2 separate regions of the Mus musculus genome follow, and region 1 is linked to region 2. Evidence: chromatin contacts called from public HiChIP or PLAC-seq data. All regions are on one chromosome and are shown on one strand. The core of a region is the stretch at or near the end of the contact, and the rest is flanking DNA. Distances in the headings are between cores, read along the strand shown. Region 1 has its middle 89 kb from the start of Gm24986. Region 2 has its middle 46 kb from the start of Vrk1.

Evidence for each region. HiChIP or PLAC-seq counts read pairs in DNA pulled down with a chosen protein or histone mark.
Region 1: an H3K4me3 HiChIP or PLAC-seq map of forebrain shows a contact between it and region 2, with 6 times the contacts expected there. The contact joins two enhancer-like sites. A contact is called at or near these places in 2 of 115 datasets of contacts at active chromatin or transcription factors (embryonic stem cells and forebrain).

The regions. Positions count from the first base shown.
Region 1 is chr12:106,307,391-106,313,338 of GRCm38.p6, forward strand. No RefSeq gene overlaps it. Among named protein-coding and RNA genes, the nearest start is that of Gm24986, 89 kb to the left of the region's middle. Within about 2 kb of position 2,966, at least 73 of the 459 cell types and tissues checked have an H3K27ac peak or open chromatin away from gene starts, as enhancers often do. A contact at or near this core is called in forebrain, where this site is marked.
Region 2 is chr12:105,961,172-105,967,087 of GRCm38.p6, forward strand. No RefSeq gene overlaps it. Among named protein-coding and RNA genes, the nearest start is that of Vrk1, 46 kb to the right of the region's middle. Within about 2 kb of position 1,685, at least 119 of the 459 cell types and tissues checked have an H3K27ac peak or open chromatin away from gene starts, as enhancers often do. A contact at or near this core is called in forebrain, where this site is marked.

The DNA.
Region 1 (5,948 bases), core at 1,716-4,215, 350 kb after region 2:
AAATGGAGACCATGCCTCCTGGGCATCTAGAATCTCAAAGATATCGTCTAGACGAACCAGAAAAATGGGACAGCAGTGGAGCCGCAAAGAAAGACAGAGTGAGCTAAGACCACGCGCCAAGCTGAGGAGCTGTAGGAGGACTCAAAAAGAAAGGAACTGTGAGAAAAAATGAAGGTCTGGCAGCTGCTCAGTGGAAGGGGGCTTGATGGACAGAGGAGGCATGAACAAGCACTGCCATGTTACTTCCTGCTTCTCGCAGAGCTCAGTATGCAGCAGCTCCTTCCTCACCTACATCTCCATCCACTCCATCATCACCTGCATCTCTATCCACTCCACCATCACCTGCACCCTCACCCACTTAGGTACATTTGGCATGGAGGAAACAGAGAATAGCTAGAGAATGTCTCAGCCACATCCGATTACCTGTCATTTACATCTTAAGTGTTTAGTGCTCTTAGAAATATTTCAAAATTCCAGATTGAAAAGATGTAGGAATCCGCCCAGCTGCTGGGGAGATGGGTGCCCAGATACCATGCTGGGTGCAGCGTGTCAGTGCGCTGTCTCTTGCGGACTGAACCTAGCTATGACTAAAACAGTCTCCCACCCAATCTCCTTTGTCTTTCTGAGTTTTAAAACCTCTTCCGAGTTCTCCTTGCTACAGTTTTTAGGGCACGGTGCTGACCACTGATCTAAATCATTTGTAGATCATTGTCTTTGCACGTATTCTGAGAGGCGATGCCAAATCCCCAGTTTTAAAACAGATTAACAAATATTTCAAGAAGCCAGATTGCAGATGACTCTTTGCAAATCCTAAGAACCTGCCTGCCACAAATGATCTTCTTGACAGAAATTATTTTTTAAAAATGAGTTTATCTCACTTAAACACCTAATATCCCCCCCCCACCCCCACCATAAAAGCTTCTATGTTGGCTCGGTCTTACAAGAAATTTCTAGGGCGGGTATTCAAGCCCTTTTAGCCCTCAGGGTGAAAGTTATGGGAGAGAGTGTGTTACATTTTGAAACCCACTTCCTTAGAAGACCGCTTCTGAGGAGCATTGTTCAGGCTGGAGGTCTGAAGAACTTGTCAGTTTCTGCTTCCGTGGGGTTTTATGTGTGTGTGGCCAGGACTAAGAAAAGCTATTTTTGGCCTCTCTGTTTGTTTTAGCATGGGTGGCTTAAAACAATAGAAATAACATCCAAGCAAACCTACCTGGGATGTGTGTGGAGGTTCACACTAAACTGTCCGGGGTTCTGTTCGCTGCTCCTAACTGTGGGGGCAAGCTAGCCATGGTCGCTTCCTTCAGTGGCAAGGGGATGGATGCGTCTCTTGCACATTGCTTCCTAGTCTGAGAGGAATGATTTAACCCACTGAGACGACCACGAAGGTAGACATTTAGGACGTGGTATCTCTCTGGCTTTTTGCTCATTGGAAGCCAAGGTTTATTTTTTTTTCCAAGTCCTTTGTGAAAATGTCATAGTGAAGTGAACCTGTTACATAGAACAAAGCGTCTGTCTGTTTTCCTTTTGTTCTTATTTGTTTTTTGTTGTTGCTGTTTTGGTTTTCATCGTCGTTGTTGTTATTGGTGCCGTTCTTCCGTTTACGGAAACCTCCAGCTTCTCTGCCGGGTGTGCTCGGTTATCCTGCCTCTCACAAGGTGCCGGTAAACATGGTGGAAAATTTCCGGAGCTTCCTCCCCAGCAACAGGGTAATGTCAGGCCAAGTTTTCTGAGGCGCTGCAGCTTGGCTGCCAGAGAATGGAGAAACTTTGATGGGAGAAGCTGTGATCTCGCACAGCTTCCAACAGTCACAGAGGCACGACCTCCGCTTGGACCTGCACATCTGACTGTAACACCCGCCTTTCAACTGCTGCGTCCAAGGGGCCTCCCACAAAGCCCCGCACAGTTATTATTGACCGGCATGGGGAAGGGAACGTCTCAAAACATGCCATTTAATCAAAGGCTCAGAAAAGCAAGTTTTAAGTCCCCCCGGGGGTGGAGGGAGGTGGAGGTGGAACTACAACAGAACGGGAGCACCAGTCCAAGGTTGATAACGTGAAGAACTGGGGGAACTCCACACACCTGTGTGGGATGCTGCAAGGGCCTCAGTACCCCGATTCTGCGGGTTCTCAGCCGGAGCGAGGTTTGGTGTCTCTACTCTTTTTTTTTTTTAATCACATTTGATCATCTATAGCATTGGGCTGAGAATAAGACAGAGAATATTGAGCCTCCACTGTTACAAAAGGCAGCATCAGTACCCAAGAATCTGGTCAAGGCCTGATCGGATCACTATTTAATCTGTCACAAAGATGCTGAGTGCTGGCCTGTCTGATCTGTCTCACAGTAACTGAAGGAACCCAGGGAGTCAGGACAGACATTTATTCCTGGTTATATATGGAACAAAGTCCCAGGATGTCCGCTTGTGGCCATGCCACACAATCTCCTGACAGTAACCAAGGTGAAAAGGTTCTGCCCGGCCAGCTCTGCGGTGCCTCTGCATGCTGGCGTCAGTTGGAAGCGTTTATTTATAAACCTTTTGCTTCCTCGGTCAGCTGGGCGATTTCATCGCACACCCTTGGTTGGTAAAGAAAGTTAATGTTTCGGGTCCCTGTTTGGCTGGAACAAAATTGTAATTAAAAAAATTAATTTCTTATGGTTTCAAAGCTGTTTGTAAACCATAACGGAGTTTTTATATGACTCCAGGAATCTGGTTCATGCCCATTCTCAACAGAATACGGAAGGGCAGGAGGGTCCTGGGAATTACAGGAAAACCCAACAGAGGACATAGCAAAACTGCTCCCCGCTGCTGCCCAGGACAAGGAGGGCAGCCGCCTGCAGCACAAGCAGCCACCTGTTGCTGGACAGACTCCTGCCTTGCCTTAAAAACCAAAGGAAAACAAAATAAACCCTCAAGAAAACCCAGAGTCCTAGGGGTAGCGTAGGGAGCAGCAGAAAGGCAAGGGCTGGGTGCAGCCATCTTTAGGTCTTCCAGAAGGGTGGGGCTCCAAGAGGAAATGGTGATGTGGGTTTCCCTTTAAAGACCGCTTTGCATGCTTTCAAAAATTTTTTTCTTCTTATTTTTGTTATGTATTATTATTATTACGTTTTTATTTTTAAATTTTTACTCGGTGGCTGTGAAGAACTTTACAACAAAAGCACAGCAGGACTTTAAATGGCTTAGGAAGCCAGACTCTGGGTTAGTCGGTGGTTGGTCTGTCTGCAATTGCCCACTTTCCCAGCAGCGGCAGCGCTGTAGTGCAGTGCTGGCTGCTGGCCCTCTCCTTGGGGAATCATTTCATTTGGGAGGCTCTGCCAGGCTGACCCGGGAACCCTTGACCTTCAGGGAGACCTGTGGTCCCTGGGAGGTGGTGTTGGGGTGATTCTCACCCTCAACTCGGATTCGTCAATGCTATCTCTCATCACAGGGCCTCACGGGCTGGGGGTGCACACCCCGAGTTTCCTAGCCACCAGGTTCAGCGCCACCCTTGGACAAGTCCCGAATTCCGCAGAGCGCTTGCACTTTCCCAAATGCTATTTCTCCAAAGAGCAACCCGATTTAAACAGATTTCACTTTGCTCATAGCAGACCCCCCTCCGCAGACTCGGTGGCTGGGGGACAGAGGTAATCACAGGCCACCAGCCTGGCGGGACTCGCGATGTCCCAAGGCTCCGGAGCGAGCGCCCTGTGGTGTTTTTTCTTTTGGGCGCGGAACTGTTTTCAGCTTCCTTTTTGTTTCTTCGCTTTCGTCGCATTTCCTTTCTGAATCTGCCCTTCTGCCTAGTGCGGCCCTAATCTCCCTGATCGCAGAGCTTGGGCGCGGGGGCGCAAGCGACCCCCGCAGCAGGGGAGGGCTCTCAGATCACAATCTGTGAGACACCTGCCTGCGCTCTGCTCAACTTCCTGCCTTCCTGCCCATGTTACTGGGGTGGGTTCCATTTCAGAGAAAATCGACTTTTGAGTCTCTCTGGTGCCTTCAGGGCCCGGTGTGGGTGGGGGAGAGGGCAAGGCGAACACCACATGGAATGAAGTGAGTGTCTTGGGTTCCCTGTATCCTCCACCATATGTAAATCTCTCCTTCTAGGTGCCTGTGGTTCTGCCTCTATGTCTCTGTCTCTATTTCTCTGTGTCTCTGTCTCTCTCTCAATTCTAACTTCTGTTTTCCTACAGAACTACTAAGACAAGGACATAAGCCCAGAAACTGCCATTCAGAGCCCATGGACGGAAATGTGGCTTTCTGAATTTTCTCTTTTGAGGCAGGGCCTGTTGTTAGGCCATGCTACAGAGGAAATGGAGGCATAGAGTTGTGACGAAGCTTGGCTCCGATGGGGTAGCTGGGATCCCAGTTCAGAGCAGCACCGGGATGCTCTTGTGCACAGCTGAGAAGCCCCCAGCTGATGACCCCTGACAGCAGGCACCCTTGTCTCTCTTAAGGGAGACTATTCCTGTACTGTTGCACACACCCCCTTTTTTCCTTATTAGTTTACTTTAATTTTGAGTTTGGCAGGAAAGCCTATGGCGGCCATCAAGGGGAAGCGCTCTGATTAGAACTGAAGCCTTCCAAGCGCATGTTTGCTACTTTAAAACTCTTTCTCAGGCAATGAATATGGATGGTGGTTGTTTCCTATGAATATGGAGGAGCGGGTGGGGGTGTGTGTGGCGGATGGATCACTATTTAACATTAACTGCTGGTAACCTTTCCTCTTCTCTGGCTTCTGTGCAGTATTATCCCGGGAAGGGTCAGCACCCGTTGCCTTTTTGCAAAATACAATTAGTCACTTTTTGCCACATGTGCTTGCCCCTGGACCTTATTTGCCATCCCATATAATTATTAGAAAAATCTTCTAATTTTATTTGAAATTCTAAGTTGACACGTAGGTCAAAGTTCGTGACACAGCATTGTGTTTAATTTCTCTTTCGTTCGCCTCCCTTGGACTCCTGAAGAATGACTCTCAAAGGAAGCTTCCAGCCCCGCTCTGGGTCTTATTACCGCTGTAACAGTGGGAGCCATTCGAAGCAGCTCTGAGTGCCTGCTCCAGAGATGATGGTGTCACCGGCAGCCAGCTCTTCAGAGATCCCTGTCCAGATGGCCTGGATGGACGCATCCCACACAAATGGCAGACTGGCTTTCAGTAACTAGTACTTTCTGTTTCCTTCTGCGATGCTTTCTGCTCTTCACCTGAATAGCAAGCAGCCATATATTTTTTAAGGTACTTCTTAAGCCTTCCTCTCTGCACCCTTCCCTGCTCACGCAGGAGTTGGGTCATTTCCCCTCATGTTTTCCCTCCTGTTCTTGCTTTAAGTGTGGCCCTGGCCACAACCACATTTTGATGTTCCCCGTTCTTGTGGCATCTGTAGTCACACTGCCTGGGCTCCTATTCTGACCCTCGTCACTCAACAACAGTAGCCTCGTTTGTCTAGCAGAGGTGGCAGTGTGGTTTTACCCTCTGGAGCCTTTGGATTAGATGAGATACTCCTTAGTGCCCGCTAAGGCAGTGTTCCACAGGGTCACAACATGGCTGCTTCTCTTCAGACCCACGAGCTGCCTAAGAGCAGGGGAGGGCTCCTTACTGACCCTGTCTTCCCTCACTCCCGCCTTCTTGCCTTCTCACTCTCTTTTTCCCTGTATTTCTCTCCCCGTTCTCAAACTCTGTCTAGCCTATTGCCTCTCCCCCCCAATCCCCGAGGGATGCATTTCCTCCCTCTCCTTGACCCACAGTGGGCACTGTTCCTAACACTCATAATTGGTTCGTGTTCTGGGAACCCTGACAAGAGTCTGGTACTGGAGACATCGAGGGTCAGAGGTCATGAAGCATCAGTCACCCTGAGTTTTCTCAGAACTGACCTCATGGAAGATAATTGCTAGGCTCTACCATGGGTTCAAAGAGGCAAAAGAACTTCCGTACACTCACTCAGCAATTGGGGGTGATAAACAGATGTGTCAGCTCCTTCAT
Region 2 (5,916 bases), core at 435-2,934:
TAGTTTCAGCCGGGTGGCAAGTCTGGCTGTTTTCTATAGACAATAAACATCTCTCTCTTCTGAAATGACTCTAATGCAATTCAACCCACATTGTACAGCCTATTTCTATCACAGGCATAAAGGACAATGGTCCCCAGTGTGAGATTCTCAGGAGCCAGGAGGCCATGACAGTCAGAGTTTAAATTGATTTCGCCAGAGAAGGTGTTTGCTCTCTTTCTGGCAGGTTTTTCTGGCTTCAACTGTTATTCTTCTTAGATATGGACTTAGCTTATAAACCAGTGTGTGTGTGTGTGTGTGTGTGTGTGTGTGTGTGTGTGTGTATGTGTAGATTAAAGAAGTAATCTACCCTTTTATCACAGTATCGAAAACATGTACCCTTCAGATGATTTCCAATATGCCTGATAACCCCAGAACTTAAAAAAAAAATTCTTAGTTTGAACTTGGAATTAGGTTACAATGGTAAAAACAGGACCCTTGACTTGGGTGAAGTTATTGTGTTGTGGATCTGCTCACGTCCGTTTGACAGGAGAATTTTTATATCAGGACTCTGCCTAAGGTGTTTCAGGGTATAGGGAGCAAGCAGGGAGCAAGGAACCAAAGGGGTATCTCAGCTCAGCTGGTAATAGGGTCGCCATTCAGAGGAACCCACCACCAAGTCCAGTCCGCGTCTCTAAGGGCTTTAAGGTTCGTAGAAGGCAGCCAGGGACCAGTTTATAGAAACACTTCCTCCTTCTTTTAGAGAAAACAACATTCAATCTCAGTGCGGGGGGCGGGGTGGGGGTGGGGGGAACGTGGACTTTGTCACGGCCACTGCTGAGGGAGTACCTCAGACTCTTCCCTCCTCCCGAGCACCCCTCGGGCTGCTGAAGAAAGTGCTGGATGATCTCCTCCCAATATACAATATGTAAATCTCAATGCGAGAAGCAAATAAAAAACCCAACCTGCACGTAGTCTACCTCATCTGCCAAAAGAGACCCAACCGGCCTTCCATACTTTTTTTTTTTCTTTTTGCTCGGGCGCCTGCGGTAGCAAGCCGTTACAACAATCCGAAAATTAAGTTACCACAATTAGGAATTAGAAGCAGGTGGCATAATAATGGTGCTTTTTTTTTTCATTTCATTTATTAGCAAAAAGAGGGAGAGGCGCTTCATTTATTTTCATCAGCCCTCAGTAAAAGCATAGCAATTTGCAACACAAAAATCATTTCAAGTACCTCAGCCTCGTGCAACCTCGTTTTCCTTTTTTTTTTTTTTTTTTTTTTTTGCTTAAAAGCCTTTTAAAGTTTGCCTGCCCACCACCCCCGCCCCTCGAAAGTGGAGTGTGTGTGTGTGTGTGTGTGTGTGTGCGCGCGCCCTTACCCCTCCCCTCCCCCATGTTAGGTGACGAGGTAAGTGCAGATGGGATCGGATTATTTCCCCCCCTTAAAAAGTTCCGGGGAGCAGAGTTGGAGGTTGGGGGGGGGCACCAGTATGCCCTGCCTCCTTTGCCCAGTTTCTGTTTCACACGGCTTGTGTGTAACATCAAGTAAGGCACTCGACAACTCTCTGCACGCCCCCCCCCCATCAGCCACTCGGGGCCTCATCCACACCCCTGCACCCCTGAGCAGCCCAGCACCCTACAGGCTGCCCGGATGGTCCAGGACCCCAAGGCACGACAACCCTTGCGCTCCCTCTAGCGTTAGTATCTGGGATCGTCATGGGCTGCTGCGCAGCTGAGCTGCCTGCAATCCCTTGGTGTGCGAGATGATGTGGCGTGCACTCCGTTGCTGAGTGCACTCGATGTGCGGGGTGCACGGAGTATGCCGGGCGCTAGGGACTCCTGGAGTTGGATACGTAATTTTGCACGATGCTCCTGCGACCCCACGGTGGGAGATGCTAATTGCCTGCTTTGGGCGGCTCTTTCCATGCTTAAGGCTCCTTTCTCGTGTTGCCCCCTCAGTCCAAGAACTACACTCCAAGCGAGCCGCTGCCCGCTTTCACGCCAGCTCGTAGACTGTGTCTCTCCTGGTCATGGAGAGGTCGCAATGCCAGGCGGTCCCTGTTTTACGCACCCCTCTTCTGCCCGCGCCTTCAACTCCGGGCTGGTTTCACTTTGTCTCCAGTTGGGCCATCTTGGGTGTCCGGGATAGCGGACTTCCTTTTCTGAGCGCTCCTGTTGCTGTTCTCTTCTCGCCACCTTCTAGGTCCCTCCTCGGCCTCCCGCCACAGAGCACGTGTTTTCTACCGTCTTTCTTCTTTGGCGTGTACTTTTCCTTTGTATTTCATCCTTTCGGTTTGCTTCTCTCTCACCTGTCACTACTAAACCGTGTTAGAATGGAGAAGACACGGGCTAGAGGACCCCACAGCCGGCAGTGCTGGGGAGCCCTCTGTAGGCTCCTACGTCTTTCTTACTTCAGTGTGAAGTGTGTCAGCTTGGTTTCCAGACTTCACAAAGGTTGTAGGGATTTGAGGAAGATCAAACAAGCCGTGGGCACACCTGCCAAGGGGACGGGGCAGGGTGGGGTTGGGGGAGAAGACCAGAGACAGAGATGGGAGGAGGGGTGGAGGCGAGACAGCGCTGCCCTTCTGGAGTATAATTTGGCAATCCATACGAAGAACCTTTTGCACATTATCAGTAATGCCACTTCTTGGAATCCAGCCCAAAGAAATAATATGAAAGGTTAAAAAAATATTTTGGACCCAAAAATGTTAATCACAGGCCTGTGAGATAGCTCATCAGCTGAAGAAGAAAACCAACTCCAGCAAGTTGTTCTCTGATCTCCACAGGATGCCACGGGGCCTACATACCCTGCCCTACATAATACATTAATAAATAAATGTAATTTTAAAAAAAGAATCAAACTACAGGGGGCATGAAGAAATCTTGGGAATAGGCCATGGAGTGGTCAGCCTGAACGCAGGACCCCGGGCAGACACGCTGACTGTCCTGGTGAGGCTGGACGCAGATGCAGACGCACACAGAAAACATCTGGACGCGCCCGTCCAGGCAGCTGGTACCAAACATGGTTTCTTTCCTTCCTTTTTCAACTTCTCTTCTGCCTCCTGGTTTTCTGGAGGGAGCTTGCATTTAAGGATGGAATAAAAACATAGGCCTCTCGATTTCCTTTGCAAACAGCAAGCCCCTGAGAAAAAGGACAGTGAGGCCCAGTGTCTGCATGTACAGGAGCTGTGAAGTACTGGAAAGTGACCGAGATGAGGATGCGGGGGTTGGAGACAGAGCGTGGGTTTGGGGAAACTTTGCCTGCTTCCCATGAGCCGGGCACTGCTGGGCTCCATGGGCAGAACCACAGGTTCTGCTGGTTTGTTTATCTAATGTTTACATTTAGTTAGTTAGTTAGTTAGTTAGTTAGTTAGTTAATGGGTGAGGTGTGTGTGTGTGTGTATTATTGTGAGAGAGAGGGAGAGGAGAAGGAAGAGGGCAACTTGAAGGAGTCCTCTCCTTCCATCATATGGGCCCCAGGAGTTGAACTCAGGACATCAGGTGTAGTGTCAAAGTTGGCATTTTGGATTCTTTAAAAACAAAACAAAACAAAACACAGAACTATTGTAACAATATGTTTTTGTTTTAATCCCAGGAGTGGGATATGGGGCTGCTTCAGACTGTCCACAGCAGCTGGCTGTGATTTGCCTCGTGCTCTAGCAGAGGAGTGATTGTGCCAGCTGCAGATAGTTTCTGTGATTGTGTGATGTTTGGAATGCTGGGGACTTTGCAGAGGGTATATAAATGCCAGGGTCCTGAGAGGTGTGGTGGGATGTTAGTTGGTCTTGGTCGCTATAGGTCATTGTTGGTCACCCTTTGTTAAGTACGGTGCCCGAAGAAGAAAGAAGAAATTAGATATCCTGTTGGAAAAGATGATATACTTGTCCCAAGAAACTCCTCACTCCTAGTCAGCAGGAAGTGATCTAATGATGTCACCCCTTTTCCCTCTACCCGTTTTTCTCTACTATGTAGTGTTAGGGGGTTGAAAGGGTGGAAGGAAAGGGGTGGAGAACGGTGGAAGAAAGAAGACCTCACAAAATAGGCAAAGTCCGGCTACAGTCAGGCCTAGCAGCAAGCATTTTTTCTGGCTCCGCCCACTTTGCTAGCCTGGAGCTGATCAGTTCTTTCATGTTGATGAAACACCCCTTCTGGCCTGGGGTCTCAGTTGGAACTAGACCCCCTGTCTCTAGGCACCTAAACACTTATTCCAATAGTTGTCACAGCTATCTTATCTTGTCACAAATAGGGTTGTGTGTGGATAGGTACACCCTAGAATATGACCCAAAATGCTGGGCACATGCATTGAGCACTCACTGGGGACCAGGGCTGTAAATTCCACAGACCCTTCCTGATGAAACTAGAAACTGGGGGAGTTCAATTCCCATGACCTTTCACCTCCTATGTCAGACCTTCTGATACTGTCTTCCTGTCCTCCATTCCCTTCTGTCAAGCAAGACATTGGACCTGGTATGACAGCCACCCTCTGAAAATGTGTCCAGGGCCACTGAGCAATCGAAGCTGCCTTTTAATTCATTGCGCTTGATGTATCAGCATGAGTTATAACTGCAATGTCCGATGGCCCAGTTCACTAAGAACCTGTCCTCAGCTCTGCCTGTGACATGGTCATTCACATCTCTCCTTTATGTTCCTCTGTCACTACCTCTGCAGTGCGAACGTCACTGCTGTGGCATGCCTGGTTTAATAGCAGCTCTGCCAATGTGTGGGAGCCCAGGTGAGCATCTCTTCAGGGACCTGGGTCTGAGGGCTGAGAGCCCTTGTGGAAGTCTTTATACCAGGAGAATGGACAAGCGACAGAGCTGCAAAGTTTCTTCTCCTCAGACAAGCAGGTGCTAAAACCTTACCAGTAACAGAGCCAAGACTCTCTGAGGACAGTACTAATGGGCATTCCTTAAAATTTGCTCTCTGAGAACCTCTTGTGTCACCCTGACTCTGGCTCTGCTGGGTACCCACAGCCAGCTTCTCTGCCCCTCTTGGAATCCTGCAGTTTCTGGGGTTTCTATCTGATGTCTGCGTTTGTATCTGTCTTCTCCATTAAGCTTAGCATCCCTACGGGGCTGATGGTTTCTCTGTCCCCAATGAGGACTGAATCTACAGGACCCACCGCACAGTGGGCATTCCGTAAGTATGTATATGAGTCAACACAGCACACAGTAGGTGCTTCCTAAGACCATATAGACATAAGCACAACACACAGTGGGTACTCCTTAAGAGTGCGTGTAAACTGGGGCTGGAGAGATGGCTCAGTAGTTAAGAACACAGGCTGCTTTTGCAGAGGACCTGGGTTCAATTCCCAGTACCCACAGAGTGTCTCACAACATTCTGTAAATCCAGTTCCAGGGGATCTGATGCCTTCTTGAGTACCGGGCATATAAGATAAAAATAAAATATTTTGAAAAGAGTAAGGTGGATTAAAAATAAGAATATATTTAAATAGACACAGCACACAGTGGGTGCTCCAGTAGAATATGTATAGGAAACACAAAAGCTTAGTGGAAAGTTTGTGGGGCTGGAGACCTAAGTCTAGACTCCTGAGTTTGACTCCTCTTCTTATTCTAATGAGATGTGTGACATGAGACACATTCCCCCCTGGACTCAGTGTCCTTGTATGTTAGTTCCACAGACACTCTCCTTCCTGTTCACCTTCAGGAGATACTGTAAGTGCAAATAAGACACCGTGTGGCTTTAGAAAGTCATTCCCACAAATAAAATGCTCTGAAAATCTGCAACACTGAATTCTTTTTGGCCTTTGGCCATTTTGTATGTGGGCGTCACCTGGGTAAAAGAGAACCAAGAGCCAGTGCTCTCTGACTAACGTGTAACAGACAGGAGCAGTAGCTAACTCACCAAGCAAGGAGGGTGCACACTCATGCCTCACTGAGTACCAGCCTCGGGGCTCGGCTTAGATGTCTTGAATCT